Linked DNA regions of Oryctolagus cuniculus: region 2 is linked to region 1. Evidence: chromatin contacts called from public Hi-C data. All regions are on one chromosome and are shown on one strand. The core of a region is the stretch at or near the end of the contact, and the rest is flanking DNA. Distances in the headings are between cores, read along the strand shown. Region 1 overlaps BCAN (brevican). Region 2 holds the start of TTC24 (tetratricopeptide repeat domain 24).

Evidence for each region. A called contact is a pair of places that touch in the nucleus more often than the background predicts.
Region 2: a contact with region 1 is called in a Hi-C map of liver, with 3 times the contacts expected there. The contact joins the promoter of TTC24 here to the enhancer-like site in region 1. A contact is called at or near these places in 4 of 6 Hi-C or Micro-C datasets (ear pinna, liver, skin fibroblasts and 1 more).

The regions. Positions count from the first base shown.
Region 1 is chr7:42,114,933-42,121,841 of mOryCun1.1, forward strand. It overlaps BCAN (brevican), which reads right to left. Exons shown (of 14, transcript XM_070077514.1): 9 at 6,855-6,909; 10 at 6,167-6,325; 11 at 5,563-5,645; 12 at 5,173-5,317; 13 at 4,811-5,001; 14 at 3,727-4,211. The coding sequence ends at 4,104. Among named protein-coding and RNA genes, the nearest start is that of NES, 15 kb to the left of the region's middle. Within about 2 kb of position 3,024, at least 2 of the 8 cell types and tissues checked have an H3K27ac peak or open chromatin away from gene starts, as enhancers often do.
Region 2 is chr7:42,184,839-42,191,747 of mOryCun1.1, forward strand. It overlaps TTC24 (tetratricopeptide repeat domain 24), which reads right to left and starts at 3,940. Exons shown (of 10, transcript XM_070077531.1): 1 at 1,713-3,940; 2 at 1,399-1,602; 3 at 901-1,029; 4 at 677-789; 5 at 362-499. The coding sequence starts at 2,586. LOC103350040 (a long non-coding RNA gene) reads right to left here. Exons shown (of 3, transcript XR_007924216.2): 3 at 4,345-6,396.

The sequences.
Region 1 (6,909 bases), core at 1,774-4,273:
CGCCCCCTGCCCCACACCCAGGCCAAGTGGACCTGCCTCCTGCTCCCTGAGCCCTTCCCCAAGCCCTGCTGTCCTTGGGACTCCGACATAGATGTCCCACCTGTCCTGATGCTTAGTCCTGCTAGGGTGGACCCCAGGTTCCGGAGCCACAGCTCTTGGAGCAACCCCCCCCCGTGCCCCGCCTCCCCTTCAGCTTTTCCCTGTCCGGGCCTCATCTCCCCTCTCCCCAGCCCCTCTTACTCTCCCCACCCCCGGGACTCAGCTGCGGCTCCAGAAATAAGCCTGGGCAGGTGCCAGGAGGCCTCTGTCGAGGAACCCCTCTTCCAGCAGCTGCGCGCTCAGCTGCTGAACAAGCGGAGCCCCCGGGCCCCAGAGACCGCGGGGGCGGGGAGATGTCCAGTTGGCTCTGGCCCCTCCAGGTCCCCCAGGCCCCCATCCTCCCAGCCCCACTCGCCACTCAGGGACACAGCTCTCCTTCCAGGCCCCCCCTTCGCCTCTCCTCTGGCTCGCACCTACTTTCCTCTCCCCTTCCCGGCACCTCCCCCTGCCCCTGCATCGCTTGCTGTCTCCAGGATTCCTTCCTTTCCTGTTCACCACATCTGGCAGGCAGAACCTTAGCTCACTTTGATGGGGAAACTGAGGCACGAGCACTGGGAGTCTGCAGAACATGGGCTGGGGGCCTGGGGGCTGCCCCCTTGCAGACTTCAGTCCAAAGTGGTCAGCAGCCGTCCCTCTGTTAACCTGCTATCTAAACACCAGGGAAGAACCAGGACCAGGAGTAAACACTGGGGCCGCAAATCCACCCACTGGACCATTAATTTGAGTCTAGTCTCCAGGGGATGGAGGCTGGTCCTCACATCCTCCCCGCCGCCCCCCCCCCCCCCCCCGCCCCATTTGCTTCTCTCTCCTCTCCGTCTCCATCCCCTGCCCAAGCTCTGTACTGCACCTGCCAGCTCTCCCTCCCCAGGACGAACAGGCTCAGGAGGACTCGGGTCTGGGGAGCATGGGAGACAGGGTGCCTGTGTCCCAGCAGCAGGCAGGGGTCTGGCTGCAGCCCCCTGGGGAAAGCCCTCCCACCCCGTGGGTCTGATGGGCTGAGCATTTTTGGAAGTGTTTGGGAGCTGCTGTGTCAGGCAGGCGGCCAGGACAATGGGGCCCTTTCTCTGCCGTGTGGGCTGGCACAAAGGCCCCAGGGAGGTCAGGGCAGGGCTGTGGGCGCTGGGAGGGGTGGGGGAGGAATGAGGCGGTGGGTGTGAGTCGGAAGAGCCCAGGGGAAGCTGGGGGCCTCCCCGCAGAGGGGAAACCATGGAAGGCCATCTCAACAGGCTCCCAAGCCGGGGGCACGGTGACCTCCCGCGTGCCTGGGAGGGGGCGCCCTTTGGGAGGACCCCACTGAGACTGCGTGGGAGGCAGGCTGCGGGCTTAGCACATTTCCAGGAGCCTGGATGTGGTCAGATCTGTGATCCAGTCCATCCTCCTGCATGAGGGGGACTTCTCCTCCTCAGGACCAGGGTAGGCCCCATCACACACACACAGACGCACGCACACACGCATGCACACCCTGCACACTGGGCCACGGCTTGGGTTCTGTGCAGGGTGCTGCTGAGTCATCCCTGGACCAGCTCCCCCTTCCCCAGGAAGCTCAACAAAGCCAGGAGCAGACTTCCGTTTCCGCCCCAGCAGCCCAGCAGGTGTGGGGAGGGGAGGAGGGGAGGAAGGATTCTGGTTGCAGCCCTCTCTCCCGCTGGAGGCCTCCCCATACACAGAGCAGAGGCCACGGCCCCCCTGCGTCCCGTCCGTGGAGGACAGAGCGAGCAAGCGCAGAGCTGCAGCGGAGAACGCACAGTCCCTTCCAGCTCATGGCAGCGGGAGCTCGCGTGAGGTCTGCCCCCACCCCGCGCTCTGGGAGGGGGCACTGCTCCAAGGCCCGAGCCAGACACAGCCTCCTCCAGGCCCCTCCCTTTAAGGCGCACCTCACTCCACTCACATTCCAGCCAAATGCCCTGGTATCCTTTAAAATGCGTGGAGTGAGCCTCCACATAGTACTGCAGGATGGGGGCCAGGTACCCACTCTGGCCCCAGAATCATGCTCTTCCCTGTAGTGCTTTCAGAAACAGCCGCCCCCCCCACGCCCACCCCAGCCATGCAGGGCTGGGTTGTGTGTGGGGAGGACCGAGGTGAGGAAGGAATGTGAGTCTAGGGGCTCAGCGCTGGCATCTCAGACCAGCTGGTGCCAGGTTTAGATACAGGGTGGGGAAGGCAGGGACAGCCTGCGAGAGCCCCAGCACAGCCCCCCCCCCCCCCCGCAATGTGCACCTGTCTGGAACCTGCCTCTGTCTGTCTTGTGTCTTGCCTCTCTCGCTCTCTCTCTCTGGGTCTTTCTATATCTCTCTCAGCCACTTGGCTCCTCAGATCTGTCTCCCTGACCCTTAGTTTCACCAACTTTCCAAAAAAAGGACTAAGAATTTTTTTCACCATGAGGGTGAATTGGGTATAGCTGAGTGGGCACAGGCAGGAGTGTGCTCACACGTGTGACTGTGGTGGCTAGGGCGAGGAGTCAGCCCAGCAGGGTAAGCTGCCTGGGACGTATCCGCCGCAGGTCCTCTGGCTGGAGTCCTGGCTGCTGCACTTCTGACCCACCTCTCTGCTGGTGCACCTGGGAAGGCAGCAGGAGATGGCCCAAGCGCTTGGGCCCCTGCCACCCACGTGGGATACCAGGATGAAGCTCCTGGCTCCTGGCTTCGGTCTGGCCCAGCCCCAGTCCTTGCAGCCATTTTGGGGAGTGAACCAGCAGAGGGAGGATCTCTCTTTGTGTGTCTCTCCTTGTCTGCTGCCTTTCAGATAAATAAATCTTAAAAGCTAGAACCACATCCCCATACACACTTTCCCTAAGGCACTGTGCACTGTGATGAGGGCCAGAGAAAAGCTTGCTACTTACACACACACACACACACACACACACTCACATTCGGTCATTCTCTCGCCATTTCTCAAAATGACCTCACCATGTCAACCTCCGCTGACTCACTGCCCGCAGGGCCAGCTCAGCCTGACCGGAAGTCTACCCCTCCCCCCGCCAGTCACCTCCCTCCGACCCCACCCCATGCTCCTCAGAAAGAAAAGACCGCGGCGCCCCCTGGTGGTGTCCTGGGGCTCCTGCCACTCCTCGCGCTGACTTCACTCACACAGGCGCACACGGCACTCTCAGCGCCCTCTTCTGGCTACAACCTGAAAGGCCCACGAGTCAGTTCCTAGAGGCCCAGCTCAGCCGGATGCCCCCCCTTCGCCCTTGCCTCCTTCCCTATCTCCTGCATCTCTGCCTCCCCTGCAGTCTAACCCTAGACCTGCAGGGCCAGCGGCAGGGTCTTCCCTTCCCCTCTCTCACACTCCCTGGGAGAACCCCTCTCCGAAGCTCCGCCTGCGTTCTTCTCCGGGACCTTGGCTTCTCTCCCCAGACTGAGGTCGCCTGGGACTGCTTGACTTTGGGCACGCTGGGCACTCCTCGTCTTGCCTTGCCGAGCATCCTGATGCCACGCCGCTTCTGCTGTGCCCCAACCCCTGAGGACTCCCTTGGCAGCCATTCTGGGCCAGGCACTGTTCCATCCATCAACACCTTGAGAGCGTCTTTGACCTTCAGCAGCGAACAAGCACAGACGCTCTGTCTTACGCTGCGAGGCCCTGCTCAACCTCTCCCTCTCACACAGGCACACAGAAGCATCAAAGCTGTTGAGGCTCAAATGCAGCTTTATTTCCTGCTGGTTTACTGGCGCTCCCACCCTGCTGACCCGTCCATTCTCTTAGCAACTCAAGGATGAGGGAGACAGTGCCCCCTAGAGGAACGGAGGGACTGCGTGGCTGGCAGGGAGAGGGCAGCTGAGGCACTTGGGGACTTTCTCCACTGCCCTGAGGGGAAACCCTGATGCCCGGGTTATGGGGTGGAGAGAGAGAGAGCCTGTGCTGTGCTGGAGCCTCCCAGGTATGTCCCAGGAGCCCCTTGCAGGCACCACCCCCCGGATTGTAGCTCCACCCCTCTCATGCCGTAACTTCCCGTGATGGGAAGACCCCAGGGTGTGAGGTCCGACTGGGGTGAGAACCCCGGCCCCCTAGGGACCTGGAGGGGGACTGGGAGGAGAGGCCAACAGCGCCTCCCAGCGTCCCAGCAGCCTCCTTTGCTGTGCTTCTGGGGCCTTCAGTGGGTGCAGAGCTCGGGCCTGGGGAAGACACAGACACTCACCTTCCGCACCCGGCTCCCCCTTCTCTCCTCAGAGCCCAGCCTCTGCTGTCCCTTCCCCTGACCCCTGACCTCATGAGAACACTTGCTCTGGCTCAGGAGCCTAGAGCAGGGGCCGGTGCTGTGGCACAGCAGGTTAAAGCACCTGCAGCACCGGCATCACATAGGGGCGCCAGTTCAAGTCCTGGCTGCTCCACTTCCTATCCAGCTCTCTGCTGTGGCCTGGGAAAGCAGTGGAAGATGACCCAAGTCCTTGGGCCCCTGCACCTGCGTGGGAGACCCAGAAGAAGCTCCTGTCTTCAGATCCGCTCAGCTCTGCCTGTTGCAGAGTGAACCAACAGAATGGAAGATCTCTCTCTCTCTCTCTGGCTCTCCCTCTCTGTAATTCTGTCTTTCAAGTAAATAAAATAAATCTTAAAAAAAAAAAAGAGCCTAGAGCAGGACCACGTGATCTCAGACATCAGCACCAAAGGAGACCCCAGCCCACCCCCTTCTCTTTGTCCCATAGCCAAGGGCAGTAGGACCCCCAGGTCACACAGCCGGTGACAGGCAGAGCTGGAGCCCCCTACCCCCACTCACAGGTCTGCGGGGCACACAGGAGATCTGGGGGGGCTCCCAGCGACCGTCCTCCTGGCAGCGGATCAGAGGCAGGTTGCGCTGGGCCAGCCCCTCTCGGCACCGGTATCGAAGCACTGTGTCCACCTCATAGCGCAGCCGTGGGCGGCCAAACACTTGAGCCAGGGGCAGCTCCGGTGGGGGCCCACAGGACACTGCGGGAGGGACACACTTAGGAACCAAGTGGGAGCCTGGCTCTGCAGGGGGAGGAGGTTCCCAGAATCACAGCATAGAGGAGGAGCTGCAAGGGGACAGCAGAGTCAGGGAGCCCCCCCCCCCCCACGGCTGGCACACCTTCTGGGTGAGGTCACACCCTCTGCCCTCACCCAGCCCCATCCTGCAGGTGTAGGGCAGGTGGTAGTTGCAAGGCACGTCGCTCCACTGTCCCTGATCGTGCCACACCATGACCACGCAGTTCTCTCCAGACAGGAAGTAGCTGTCGGGCTGCCCAGGGTTCCAGTTCTCATAAAGCTGGGGATGGGCAGCGAGGGGAGGGGGGTGAGGAACTCTGCGTGGGTGGAGTTCAGGGCACTTGGAGAGGGCAGGGCGTGGCGTGGGAGAGCCCCCGGGAGAGAGAAGGCTGAGGGTCTGGGGACTGGGGACTTCTGGGAGAGGGGGAAAGGGAGGGAGTCTGGGGTCTTCGCTGTGGAGGGCAGCAGTGCTTCGAGAAAGCGGACCAGAAGGCGTCAGCGCAAGGGCCGGCGGGAGCTGCTCACCAGGGGGACGCCGTCCGACCACAGGAAGTCGCCTTCGATGGTCCTGTCGTTGAGCCCGATCCACTGATACTCCCGGTATTGATCTGAGGACCGCGGGGAGAGGGCGGCGTGCAGTGAGCTCCGCTGCCGGCAGGTGGCGGCCGTTCCCTGTCGCCGGCGCTCCGGGAAGCCCTCGCCCAGCTCCCACTGGCGCGCCGCCCTGATGGCTCCCCCCTCTCCCTAGACTTTGCACGCGGGCCGGAGGGAGGCCGGGGCGTGGGAGTGGCGAAGACGGAAACCGGCCACCACCACCCCTGCCCAGGCAAGAAAAAAGAAAAACTGGAAAAAGTAAAACCTTGCAAGAAGGTCCGAACTGGGAAAGGCATATGGGGGGGGGGGGGCAGGGAGGTTGGGAGCAGCGGGAGGCGGCCCGGCTGGTGCAGGTGTGCGTTCCTGCCGGGAACCCCAGGTGTCGCGTGGGAAGCGAGGGAAGAGAACGACAATGCGAAGGAACGGATGCAGAAGCCAAGTCAAAAGAGCGTGAATGAATGAATGCACGGTTGAGGGAGTTAATGCGTTAGTTATGGAGCGCGTGAGAGGGCGGATGACGCGTCCCCCAGCCCACTGTTGACGAAGTCCTGCTCCTCGGGGGTGCTGATGCTGGTCAGGTGCGCGCCTTGCAGCCGGCACTGGGTCTCCGCCTCCTCCCAGCTCCGCCGCGTGGAAAAGTGCTTGTAGCAGGCGCCCTGGAAGGCATCCCAGCCCGGGCTGCAGAAGCGGAGGCCTGGGGCACAGAAGGGCGGGCACCTCAGGCCAGAGGACCCGGGAACCCGCAGGGGCCAGGTCTCCCGGGAGGGACTGCATTCCTCGCACGGCCGCAGACCGGGAGGGGCGGGGCTCCGGAGCAGGAGGGCGGAGCCGAGCAGCCTGCGGACCCCTGGAGGGGCCCGAGGGGAGGGGCTTGGTGCCGTCTCAGAGCCCTTGGGACCTGGATGAGGGCTGGAGCTCCTTTCTGGTCCCTAGGCTCCTCTACCCTAAAGGACGCCCTTCTGTCCTCCCTGGCACGTGCCGGCCGCCCACCCAGGCCCGGAGCGCGCTCAGCTCCCGTCTCACCCGGACCCCTCACAGCATTTCCGCGGCGCTTAACGAGAGGAAGTCGAGGGAAGAACTCAGGGGAAGAACAGAATGGCCTGGAACAGCGATTCCCTAACAACAGGGCCCCCCACCCCCCAACCGGAGTCCTCCCTCCCCTTCCAGAACTGACACGTGGAGGAGGAGCCTAGGCCTCAGACCCCTCCCCCCAGCACACTCACCAACATCGCACAGGTCCCCCCCATAGCCAGGCAAACACAGGCAGCGGGCCCCCTC
Region 2 (6,909 bases), core at 2,690-5,189, 71 kb after region 1:
GTGATGCTCCCTGGCGACTTGGAGCTGGAAGAAAGGGACTTTCATGGGGCACTACTCCCATCCTGTGGTCATTTCGGGAACTGCAGCCAAGGACTTAAAACCGTTTCCACCTCCTGGCAGAGCCGGCCTAGGAGCCTTGATTGCGCCGGGGGCCTTACCCAATGGGCTTCTTACCAGTCAGCCAAAGCGCCGGGCAGCCCTGGCGTTGGCGGCCTGCCTCGTCCGCCCACCTCCCCACCCCGCGGGGAAAGTGGCGCGCATCCCACACGCGAGCCTGGGGCAGCGGAACACAGATGAGCAGCCAAGCGCAGCGCCTCTGGGAACGCGGGCTCCGCTCGCCGCCACCCCCTCCTCCCGGAACCCCCACCCTGGCCGGTCCTTGTCGCAGGTGTCCTTTCCCCAGGGTGTGAGCCGGGACCAGTCCCACCTGGGCCGAGTGGGTCCTCATGGCGTCTGCCAGCTTGGCCACCAGCCGTTGTCGCACAGAATCCGACTCCTCCTGGAGAGGGGGGCAGGCCTGGGCTTGGTGGGGACATCGTGGGGTCGGGGGTGGGGAACAAAACAGGATGGGGACGAGGGGAGGGGGCTCCGTGTCCCCCTCTTCTGCTCCATCCCCGTGCCTTTTCTCGGGTGTCCCGACACTACGGTCCAGAGGCAGGGGCGTGGAGGTGCTCACCTGACACTGGGCCAGCGCCTCCTTGTAGTACGTCAAGGCCTGGTCATACTGCCCCAGTCTGGCTGCCGCAGCCCCCAGACCCTCGCAGGCCTGCCACTGCCCCTTCGTGTCCCCTGGGGGAAGGCAGGCGTGAAGGGTCCTCTCCCTGCCCCACTGACCTGCCCCTCCATGGGTACCCTCCCGCCCAGCGCCCAGAACCCCCCGGGCTCCGGCCCCGCCCTTACCGGAGTCACAAGCGGCCTGCAGGGCGTGCAGGTAGCTGTCTCTGGCGGCCTCGTGGTCCCCCAGCTGGCTCAGCGCAAACGCCAGGCTGCCAAAGCTCCGGCCCTGCTCCCACCGTTGCCCAGCAGCGCCTGGCAACACAGCCCACTCGGGCCTAAGCGGGTGCTTGGGGCTGCTGGCACACCGGAACCCTCACCCAGCAACCTGGGGGTGGGGGGCTGGCCACCTCCCCCAACTGGCTAGTCCAGGCGGGCAAGGCAGGTGTGGCCGCTGAAGCTGGGTGGATTTGGTGTCCCTAAGAGGGGTGCTGCGCCCTCTTGGGGCCCTCCTCCCACATTCTTCCCTCCCCTTGCTTACGCCATGGTTCCTTTCCATCCTGCCAGGCTCTCCCTGAGCCCCCTGGCCCCAGGCCGCCAGGCCTCACCATTGGCCCCAAAGCTCCCTCTCTCCTTAAGCCTCAGGGCCTCCTCTTAGTCCTTGGTCCCAGCCCCAGCACCTACCATGTAGGCTGGCGGCGGCACGGTGAAATGCCTGGGCTTCCGCATAGTTGCCAAGGGCGTTGTGGGCTACCCCGAGGTTTCCCAGTACCGTGGCCTGCTCCCGGGGGTCCCGGCACAGAGGCAGCGCCTGCCCAAAAGCCTCCACGGCCATAGGGAACAGCTGCAGTCGGGAGTAGCCCAGGCCTAGGTCGTTATACAGCCATCCTAGAGAACACAGCTGGGGTCACTGGTGGCCACATCCGACGTCCCCCAGACCCTTCCCTGCAGGCTCTGTCTCCCCAGATCCCCACCTCCCTCCTCTCCCAAGGCCTCACCCAGCTGTGCCCGATCTGCACTCCTGTTGGCAAGCTTCCGGCTCTCCTCCAGCACCTGTAGCACCTCACCCACCCCATGCCGCCCGCTCTCCAGCATACAGTCTGCTGCAGCCCCCAGTGCTAGGGCTGCGGCCCGGGGCCGCTTTGCTTGGGAGTAGGCCCGGCTTGCTTCCTGCAGGCAGTGGGCTGCCAGCTCAGGCTGTCCCAGGGCCTGGTAGCAGGCTCCCATTTTTGCCTGGGCGTCCCCCTGGTCCCCCTGGGGCTGGTAGTGGCCCAGAGCCCTGCGGTACCAGGCCAGAGCTTGAGTCAGGTTGCCCAGGGCATGGTAGGCCAAAGCCACATTGAAACAGTGGTCTCCGTGAGGCCTGCCCTGTGCCTTCTCCTCGGGCTGGGCCCGCAGGAGCAGCTCAAGGCCTCTGGCTGGGTCCCCAGTCTCCACGTAGGCGGCTCCCAGGTTGCAGGCACAAGCTCGGAGCACGGAGGTGTCCCTGGTCCGTGGGGCCTCGGAGGCCAGGAGGAAGGCCTTCTGGAAGCTAGCCAAGGCCTCATGGCTCTGGCCGGCTCGTAGAGCTGCATGGCCAGCTCTGGTGAGGGCTTGGATGCCGGCCTCCTGCTGTGACCGTGTCGTCTTCTTTTTCCTCTTGCAGTTTGCGGAACCAAGCTCAGGTTCTGGTGGGGCATCCTCAGGGCTGGGAGAAGACATGGGACTGACAATGGGGAAGAGAGGCCTGGGTCTGTTGGCCTTGGCTGCCCCAGAGCAGCCAGCCTCCCTGGAGAGCAGTTCAGCCCCACCCTGCTCCTGACAGGACTGCACGCCTAAGAATGGCTGATGTGGGCAGCACTTGGCACAGCGGTTGGGACGCACACATCCCATAGCAGAATGGTTGGGTTTGAGTCAGCTCTGGTCTGGATTCTAGCTTCCTGCTCATGCACACCCTGGGAGGTGCAGATGGTGGTTCAAGTAGCTGGGGCTTTGCTACCTACGTGGGAGACAAGGACTGAGTTCCTGGCTGCCACCATTGAACTCACTCACCCCAGCTGTTATAGGCGTTTGGGAAATGAACCAGCAGACAGGAAAGCAATCTCTCTCTCCCCCTCCCTCTCCCTCTCCTCTGTGTGTGTTTCTTTACCTTTCCAATAAAATAAAACAAATTGTTAACCCAGGCACTCTGATTTGGGATGTACCCGTCCTAAGTGGCAACACTGTGTCAAACAAACACCAGCCCCCCCCATTTTAACCCTTTTTAGGGGTTCAGTTTTGTAGCGTTAAGTACGCTTCCGCTGCTGTGCACCCATCACCACCACACCCTCCCCGCCCAGAACTTTTCATTACATTCAAGGTAAGTGTAACTGATTGATTTTAGAATTTGGAAGCATTAGCGTGCACCTGCTGTTACATACAGTTCACAGCAGTCAACAGTGAGCCAGTGGAGGAACAGCCTCTCCTTCCCCTGCTTCTCTGTGCCTCTGCCTGCCCCGCCCCCACTCCTATCTCGTGCCTGCTGGCTCCTCTCCACACGGAGTCCAGGGCAGGCCAGTGCTCAGAGGACTCCTGCCTGAGCCGGCCTGGGGACTGGACTGGCAGGGAGCCAGCCTCCAGGGGGTGCTGCCTTTCCATGGCCAGCCCCTCCCTTTGTCTCCCCGAGGGTCCTCAGCTTTCTGTCTCCTGGCCGGTTCCGGTCCCCCCGACATCCTGCCCTGGTCTCCAGGGTCCTCTTAAACCGAATCCATTCAGCGCGTGTATCCGGTTAGAATCCTTCCCCTCGGAAGGCAAAGCCTTTCACCAGCTCTCCTCCCAGGAGGCAGGAAAAGGCGGGGAAAGCCCGGAGCGCTGGGTTCTTGGCTCCTCCCCTTTTCTTCTCTTTCCCCTCTGTTTTGGGGAGAGCCAGGCAGAGGTGATGCATTCCTTTTAAAAAGACATCCCCCCTGCTTCAGAGAACACCCAGAAACCCTGCTCTTCCAGGCCCTCAATCCCGGGCGTTCAGGCTACCTCCATCCGGTCTTGGGGCCCCGGCTGCAGGACGCCTCACCTGCTTCCTTGTCTGCGGCTGGCTTTCTGGAATGGATCCTCTGGCTTGGGTTACCTCCCCTCTTAGCTCAGAGCTCCTGGGGTTACCAGACAACCAGGTGCTGACCTCCGTTCCTAGGGAGTTCTTTGAGTGACAGCTCGGGTATCCTATCTTAGTGCTTGGACACAGACACTGGGTTCCACTGCCCTACCTGGGCTGCGGCTCCCCACCCGGCACACACAGCCCTCCCATCTTTCACGTCAAGGAATGAACCAGCACTCTGTGGGGCTGGTTACTGGCTACACGCTCAGAGATGGCCTACACACACACACACGCATGCGCACACACACACGCACACACACACACTGTGCTTCTCTGTGGTACTTTCACATTCGGGAGCAGGGTGGAAGGCTGATGATCAGGAAAGGCCTGATCTAGAAGCTCCAGGCCCTGTTAATGAGAGGACAGTCGGCCCCAGGACAGCGGGCACAGAATGCCCCAACTCACTGAAGGTGGCTTGCATCAGAAAGCAAATGTCCCCACTCACCTGGGAGGCCTGTTTTGGGCAGAGAGGACTTGGCCAGAAACAACACCCTAAGGAAGTGCTGGGCTCACCCGCACTGGCCCTGCAGCACTGGCGCGGGGCCAAGGAGAGGCGTGCTCACCCAGCCGCCTCGCCTCTCACGCAGACTTTCTGTAAGGAGCCAGGATGAGTGGGGGAGGGGTGGGACTGGACCTGCCAAAGACTCAGCGGTCACTGCTGAAGGCCTTCCTGGCTTGATTCCCTGCTGTGGCCGCCATTTCTGGCAACGCCCTCCGCACTGGGCTTCCACGACCCCCATGGATCCTTCCTTTCCCCATCTCCTCTGCTGGGCCCTCTGAGCACCTCCCAGTTGCTAGGGTCCCCCAATCCTCTGCCCCTCGCTATTTTCTCTTCTTCATTTACCTACTCTTCCCAGAACACTTCACCCGCTCCTGTGCGTTCAGCACCACCAAATACGCCAATCATTTCTACCTGTACCCTTCTTCAAACAAAACTTGCATTTCCCCAGCTCAAACCCCCCACACCCCCCGCCCAAGCTGGAAACCAGAAGTCGCCCTTGACTCCTCTCTCCCTGACTCAGCCTCGGCCTATTGAAATCCCTCTCCACGGTCGCCTCTTCTGCAGCCTCATGTCCGTGGCCTTGGACGTGGTGTACTTTATAGTGGTTAAGAACTCAAGCTTGGAGGGGGACTGTCTGGGTTTAAATATTGCTCTACACATTTGTGAGCTCTTTTACTTATTTAAAAGGCAGAGCTACAGAGAGAGAGAGAGAGGGAGAGACAGAGAGAGAAAGAGATCTTCCATCTACTGATGGTCTCATCTTTTTTAAGATTTATTTATTTATTTGAAGGTCAGCATTACACAGAGAGAAGAGAGGCAGACAGAGAAAGAGAAAGAGGTCTTCCATCTGCTGGCTCACTCTCCAACTGGCCACAATGGCTGGAGCTGGGCCGATCCAAAGCCAGGAGCCAGGAGTTTCTTCCAGGTCTCCCACACAGGTGCAGGGGACCAAGCACTTGGGCCATCTTCTGTTGCTTTCCCAGGGCATAGCAGAGAGCTGGATCAGAAGTGGAGCATCGGGACTTGAACCGGTGCCCATATGGGATGCCGGTACTGCAGGTGGCGTTTTTACCCACTACACCACAGCGCCGACCCCTGATGGTCTCTCTAAAAGGCTGCATCAGTTGGGGCTGGGCCAGGCCAAAGCCAGGATTGAGGAATGTCATCCAGGTCTCCCATGTGAGTGGCAGGGGCCCAAAGACTTGGGCCATCTTCTACTGCTTTCCTAGGCGCATTAGCAGGGAGCTGGATTGGAAGTGGAACAGCTGTGACTAGAACTGGCGCCCATATGGGATGAAGGAGGCAGCTCAATGCTGGCCCCTGCCTGGGTCTTTCTGGCCCAGGGACCCTTGTCCCAAGCAGAAGTGAGGAACCTCATTCAAGATCTTCCTTTCCAGCTGGGAAGGGGGTTTCAGCCCAGCTGTCTAAGGGCATATCTGCCCGACTCATTATCAACGGTTCCTTCTCGGCATCTTGTTCTGGGGGCCCTCCCAGGAAGCAGGAATAGGACCCCCATGGCCAGGAGCCCCAAGCATCCAGATTCTCTCTACTTCTCTCAGCTGATGAGAGGCAAGGGGAACCACTCCTTTTCTTCAAAGAAATATCCACTCTCTTCAAACCTCTTCCTAGGCAAGTTTGCCTCAGCCTTAACTTGTCTGAGGGTTCTGGGTTTGGATCTTTCCCTTTTTATTTCTATTTTTTAAAAGTTTCATTTATTTATTTGAAAGGCAGAGTTATAAAGAAGCAGAGGCAGAGAGGTCATCCATCTGCTGGTTCACTTCCCAAATGGCCACAATGGCCAGAGCTGGGCCGATCCGAAGCCAGGAGCCAGAAGATTCTTCTGGGTCTCCCACCTGGATGCAGGGGCCCAAGGACTTGGGCCATCTTCTGCTGCTTTCCCAGGCCACAGCAGAGAGCTGGATTGGACGTGGAGCAGTTGGGACTCAAACCGGTGTCCATGTGGGATGCCAGCACTGCAGGTGGTGGCTTTACCCACTGCACCACAGCGCCGGCCACGGGGTCTTTTCCCTTTTTCTGCCCTGAGGCTCAGCCTAGGCTGCCCGCTGTTTGCCTGGAGTTGGGAGGAAAGGTAAAGGGAGCAATAGCACATGGGAGAAGCCCATGAGGGAATCCGCAGGGCTGTTCAGGCCCTTCTCTCTCACCTCTGCCGCCACTGGTCTCTGCTCCTAGTCCCACCTCTCCAAGCCCCTGTGGGAGGAGGGGTGCTCCCGGAACATCAGTCTGACTCACCAGCGCCTGAAGTGTTGCTTGCTTATCACACCAAGCCCAGCGCCTTCGCGTGGCACCCAAGGCGCCGCAGGTCCCAGCCTGCACCTTTGGGCCTCTTTCCTGCCCTGCCTGACTTCCGCTCACCCCCAAAACTGAGTGGAGATTAATCCTCCAAACTCACCTCCTTGCCCTGGTGCTTGCTGTTTCCAGTGATAAGAACGCCTCTGACCTCCAACCTGACAAAGCCTCCTTCACTTTGCAACCCTGAACGGCTGTCAGCTCCACTAGGAAGTCATCCCTGCGCTTCGCGGCTCTCCGTGACGTCATGGCCACCACTCCCCTCCCCCTGCGCCTC